Linked DNA regions of Rattus norvegicus: region 2 is linked to region 1. Evidence: chromatin contacts called from public Hi-C data. All regions are on one chromosome and are shown on one strand. The core of a region is the stretch at or near the end of the contact, and the rest is flanking DNA. Distances in the headings are between cores, read along the strand shown. Region 1 holds the start of Hspa2 (heat shock protein family A (Hsp70) member 2). Region 2 overlaps LOC102556012 (a long non-coding RNA gene).

Evidence for each region. Hi-C and Micro-C count contacts between places; a contact is called where the count stands out from the background.
Region 2: a Hi-C map of Schwann cells shows a contact between it and region 1, with 3 times the contacts expected there. The contact joins the enhancer-like site here to the promoter of Hspa2 in region 1. A contact is called at or near these places in 4 of 12 Hi-C or Micro-C datasets (Schwann cells, frontal cortex, kidney and 1 more) and 1 of 1 datasets of contacts at active chromatin or transcription factors (oligodendrocytes).

Annotation. Positions count from the first base shown.
Region 1 is chr6:100,863,137-100,865,747 of GRCr8, forward strand. It overlaps Hspa2 (heat shock protein family A (Hsp70) member 2), which reads left to right and starts at 1,306. Exons shown (of 1, transcript NM_021863.3): 1 at 1,306-2,611. The coding sequence starts at 1,422. It also overlaps a transcript of Zbtb1 not described here.
Region 2 is chr6:100,927,138-100,929,748 of GRCr8, forward strand. LOC102556012 (a long non-coding RNA gene) reads left to right here. Exons shown (of 4, transcript XR_010052712.1): 3 at 2,134-2,387. Among named protein-coding and RNA genes, the nearest start is that of Rps17l1, 42 kb to the right of the region's middle. Within about 2 kb of position 1,329, at least 1 of the 93 cell types and tissues checked has an H3K27ac peak or open chromatin away from gene starts, as enhancers often do. A contact at or near this core is called in Schwann cells, where this site is marked.

The DNA.
Region 1 (2,611 bases), core at 56-2,555:
CCCCTCTCTGCCTTGTGTTCTCACTGGACTTCTCCCGATTTCTGTTTACCCTTCTCACACAATGGCCTAAGGACGGATCAGTTCCTTTTTTCTTCTCATCTCCTATTGGGCACCTGTCAGTTTTAAGGCGACGACTGTCCTCAGCTTCCCATCCGTAAGGTGAAGCGGGCGGTGGCTCTACATTACAGGTCTCCGTTTTCCTCCAGGAGTCCTTTTACAGGAGCCAGCTTCTGCCCACCCCCTGGTACCAGAGAGTACTTTCCAGAATTATTTTCATATTCCGGCTAAACAAGAGCCAAAGATGTTCACTCTTTCTCATCTACCTCCTCTCACAAGTCTGTGCTGCCAACCTAACTTCTCCGCAGGAAAAAGTCTCATTCAACCGAACTCCGCGCCAAATGACTAGTTCCTAAACAGGATCGCGTATGCGGGGACCGGAGTCAGAGGGTGACACTGCCGCGAAGTAGTCAAAACTGCCTATTAGGGCGCTTGAAAGAAGCTAAACCAGGAAAGCGGAGAGAGAAGCTTGGACCGAGGCCGGGCAGCGGGTCCGAGCAAGGAGGTGGCTCGGGGGCCGTGCTTCTCGCACTGGCGGGAAAGCCACCCGCCTCCCGGGTAAGCACCGCGCACGCAGCCTTCCCCCGCCGCGCACTCTCCGAGACGCGCGAGGGGAAAAACTCGCACCCGCCCAACTTCACAGTCCCCGCCCTGGAACCACCCCGCACCCAGCTCCGGTCCCCGCTGCAGGAACAGCAGAGGCGGGAAAGACGAGAGCCGATCCCAGCCGTTCTTTTTTCGATGCAACCGTCTCAGAAAGAATTTCGACCCCGGGAGCCTTCGGGAGGCCAGCGCCCTTTCCGTGCTGCCTCTGCGCGCCCCGCCCCGCGCCGCGCCCCAGCGCCACACTCTTCGGGTTCCGCGCTGTTCATTGGGCATCTGCCCCGCCAATCTAAAAGATGTCAACGAATCACGCTTTATAAAAGGCAAAGAGAGAGGGGAAAGGGGGCTTTTCACGCTGGCTCCCTTGGCGCGAGCTTAACGCCCCCAAGCGGCTGGAGGCACTGGGCGGGGCTCATTTGCATAACGGCCGCCCCTTGGTCTCCCTGCTGGGGGCTGGAGTCCCGCTCTCACCCACCTAGATATCTGTTGGACCACCGGCTGGTCACTCCGACCAGGCAAGCCTGTGGGATCGCTGGACGGGTTGGAGCGGGCGGGCCCGGGGACCGATTGGCTCTGAGAGTTTCCAGAAGGCAGGGGGTGGGGTGGGAGGACGACTATAAGACGGAGAAGCCCAGCAGGGGGATCCGGGAGACGCTAGTCGCGCTCGTGGAGAGCAGTGCGAAGCGACCGTTGGCTCGGGTCCCGGCTTGCCTCTCCTGACTCTTTCGTCCTAACGTTGCTTTGCCTGTTTTTCAGTCAGGATGTCCGCCCGCGGCCCGGCTATCGGCATCGACCTGGGCACCACTTACTCGTGCGTGGGGGTCTTCCAACATGGCAAGGTGGAGATCATCGCCAACGACCAGGGTAACCGGACCACCCCCAGCTACGTGGCCTTCACCGACACCGAGCGCCTTATCGGCGACGCCGCCAAGAACCAAGTGGCCATGAACCCCACAAACACCATCTTCGACGCCAAGCGGCTGATCGGACGGAAGTTCGAAGACGCCACGGTGCAGTCGGATATGAAGCACTGGCCGTTCAGAGTGGTGAGCGAAGGTGGGAAGCCCAAAGTGCAGGTGGAATATAAAGGGGAGATGAAGACCTTCTTCCCTGAGGAGATTTCTTCCATGGTCCTCACTAAGATGAAGGAGATCGCCGAAGCCTACCTGGGGGGCAAGGTGCAGAGCGCAGTCATCACTGTTCCTGCCTATTTCAACGACTCGCAGCGCCAGGCCACCAAGGATGCGGGCACCATCACCGGTCTCAATGTATTGCGTATCATCAACGAACCCACAGCAGCGGCCATCGCTTATGGCCTGGATAAGAAGGGCTGCGCGGGCGGCGAGAAGAACGTGCTCATCTTTGACCTGGGCGGGGGCACCTTCGATGTGTCCATCCTCACCATCGAGGATGGCATCTTCGAGGTCAAGTCCACGGCCGGCGACACCCACCTGGGTGGCGAAGACTTCGACAACCGTATGGTCAGCCACCTGGCGGAGGAGTTCAAGCGCAAACACAAGAAGGACATTGGGCCCAACAAGCGCGCCGTGCGCCGGCTGCGCACCGCCTGCGAGCGCGCTAAGCGCACCCTGAGCTCGTCCACGCAGGCCAGCATCGAGATCGACTCGCTGTACGAGGGCGTGGATTTCTACACGTCCATCACCCGCGCCCGCTTCGAGGAGCTCAACGCCGATCTCTTTCGAGGGACTCTGGAGCCGGTGGAAAAGGCGCTGCGCGATGCCAAGCTAGACAAGGGCCAGATCCAGGAGATAGTGCTGGTGGGCGGCTCTACCCGCATCCCTAAGATCCAGAAGCTCCTGCAGGATTTCTTCAACGGCAAGGAGCTGAACAAGAGCATCAATCCCGACGAGGCGGTGGCCTACGGCGCCGCCGTGCAGGCGGCTATCCTCATTGGCGACAAGTCTGAGAACGTGCAGGATCTGCTGTTACT
Region 2 (2,611 bases), core at 79-2,578, 64 kb after region 1:
CTCCCCTCCATATGACTTTCTTAGCAAATGGTATTTTGGGTTGCTAATGTTACTATAGCAAAGCACAACTAAGTGAGCCGCTTTAAACAATACAAATATATTTCTTCATGGTTCTAAAGGCTAGAAAGCTGAGTTCAAGTTGTCAGTAGGACCGGAAGGATGGGTTCCAGACTGCTCTCCTTGGCTTGTAGATGGCCGTCTGTCTGTCTGTCTGCACCGTCTCTTCAGACTGTTCTGTCCATCTGCCTTGTCTCCCCCCCTGAGGAATGCTGCCTGACCTTGAACTTGCTCTTTGGCTGAGGACGGTCTTGAACTCCTGATCTTTCCTCCCCATCCCGACTGCAGACATTATAGAGTGCTACCACAGCTAGTTTCTTTCGTGCTGAGGATCAACCCCAGGGCTTCCTGCATGCTACTGTACCAACAGACCCACCCCCAACCCTTTTGTAAGTACACAGATCACACCGAAGAGAGGCTCACATTCGTATGGCCTCATCTTAATTAGTGATATCTGTAACACCCCTATTTCCAAGTAAGATCAACAGTCTACGGTCCCAGGAGTTAGAAAATCAACATATGAAAATAGGGTAAGGGGCACAATTCAAGTCATGACAGATGGTGTCTGGCCCTGTGGATCTGGAGAGAAAGGGATGAGCCGGGTCCTCAGGAGGTGAAAAACCCAGCCTGTGGGCAGTTAGGGGGTCTTCCCTCTAAACACCTCCTGATTCTGCCGAGCGCTCAGTCAAGTGAGTGCGCTCACCCGGCTACGTTGTTCTGTGTCACTGGTCCCCCTGGTCATTTGGTCTGTATGAATGCTCTTTGTCCTGAACATTTTTGAGGATGTGTGGATACATAGACTGTCAACTGTAGACATGTAATATCTATGTATGTATCATATATATGTATGTATGTATGGTGATGGTACATGTATATATTAATGTGTAGTTCAAAGCGATATATACTTATTATACCAACAGTGTATGTCACATAAAATATATCCCCACAAATAGACATCTTAAAGGATGAGAAGAAAATATAGAACTTGTATTAGTTTCCTCCCGCGCGACCCTTCTGTGTTATGCTGAATGCACCCCACTTTGATGACCTCTTCCCACTACTACTTACAGACAAGGAATTTTTTATAGAGGAATCTGTAAGCTGAAATAGAGCAGTGACCTAGTTTTTCTCAATGGCTTGTCCCTTACCCTGAAGCACAGAAACCTGCAGTGCACCTTGGTTTAAATGGAAAGAAAACACACCAGTCCAATGTATTCCAAAGTGTCATGCCCGTTCTGTGGCAGCCCAACCAATGGGCTGGGCCTTTCTGCCAGGCCTGAGGCCTCGCTGCAGTCAGGGCGAGCTTGCTCTCTGTTCTCATCAGAACAGCAGCATGTTAACGCTTGTCATTCCTTACCCAACTCTGAACTTCAGCACCTCCTAGTGCGTCCTTGTCAGAGATGCAGATAAGTGCCAAACTTGTAGTGGGAACCAGGAGCCATTGGCAGTACAAAGCAAACTGCTAAGTTCTGCAGGCTGGGAACAAACAAGGAAGTTCAGTCCAAACCTGGGTTTAGCTATGATGAGCACACATCCCTGTCTCTAATTAATTAGCTAATTATAAAAATAAAATTATATGTAATGGACAAAATTTTAAAATGAGGCCTAGGGGTGTACCTCAGTGGTAGAGCACTTACTTAGTAGCTACAAGGCCAAGGGTTCAATTCCCAGCACACACAAAAAATGCAAGCAGGTGCTATGATCTTCTCCCACAAATTTGTCTTCTTGTCTCTTAAGCATCTGGGCAGTGAACTCCGTGGGCTGTGCGGCTGCTGCTGTGGGAAACACTGCCACCTGCTGGGGCATCTTTATAACATCGGCATACTCTTCCCACACCCGCCCCTCTTTCCCCCCACGTCCCCCACCCCAAAGCAATCTTCCCCTCTGCTCCCCAGAGTGAGAGGAGAAGCAGACAGGAATCCAGGTCTAATGGCTGACTTTCACAGTGGCTTCCGAGAAGTTATTCGACTAACCAGAATGTACACATATTCAGCTAGGAGTTCATTTCAACCTTGGTGATTACTGTTTTAAATGAAAAATGTAACGCTTTCTGAGCTGACCCATTTTTTCTGACAGTTATAGTGTTTCCAGACAAATGAGAACCACAGCTGGGCATGATGGCACATACTTGTAATAGCACGCAGGAGGCAGAAGGATCGCAAGGTCAAGACCAGCCCGAGGCTACACAGCGAGACTGGAGATGGCTCAGTCATCAAGAGAGCCTGTTGCTCTTACAGTGACCCTGAGTCCTTTCCCAGCACCTCCATAGTGCTTATAACTCCAGAGGATCCAAAGAAGCACTTCTGATCTCCTTGGCCATCCACATACATGTAAGTGCACATAAAATATGAAGATATACACAAAATTAAAAATCAATAAATCTTTTTAAAAAGAAACAAAATGCAACCAACAAGACAATATTAGATTCAATAAGCAAAATGTTTTTCTAGACTTCTCCTCGATGGCTATAGGGCATGGGGCAAGCCTTAACTTCGTAGTTACATCTACTCTGTATTGTTTTAAGGACTGAATACTTGTGGCACAGAAGTGCTTG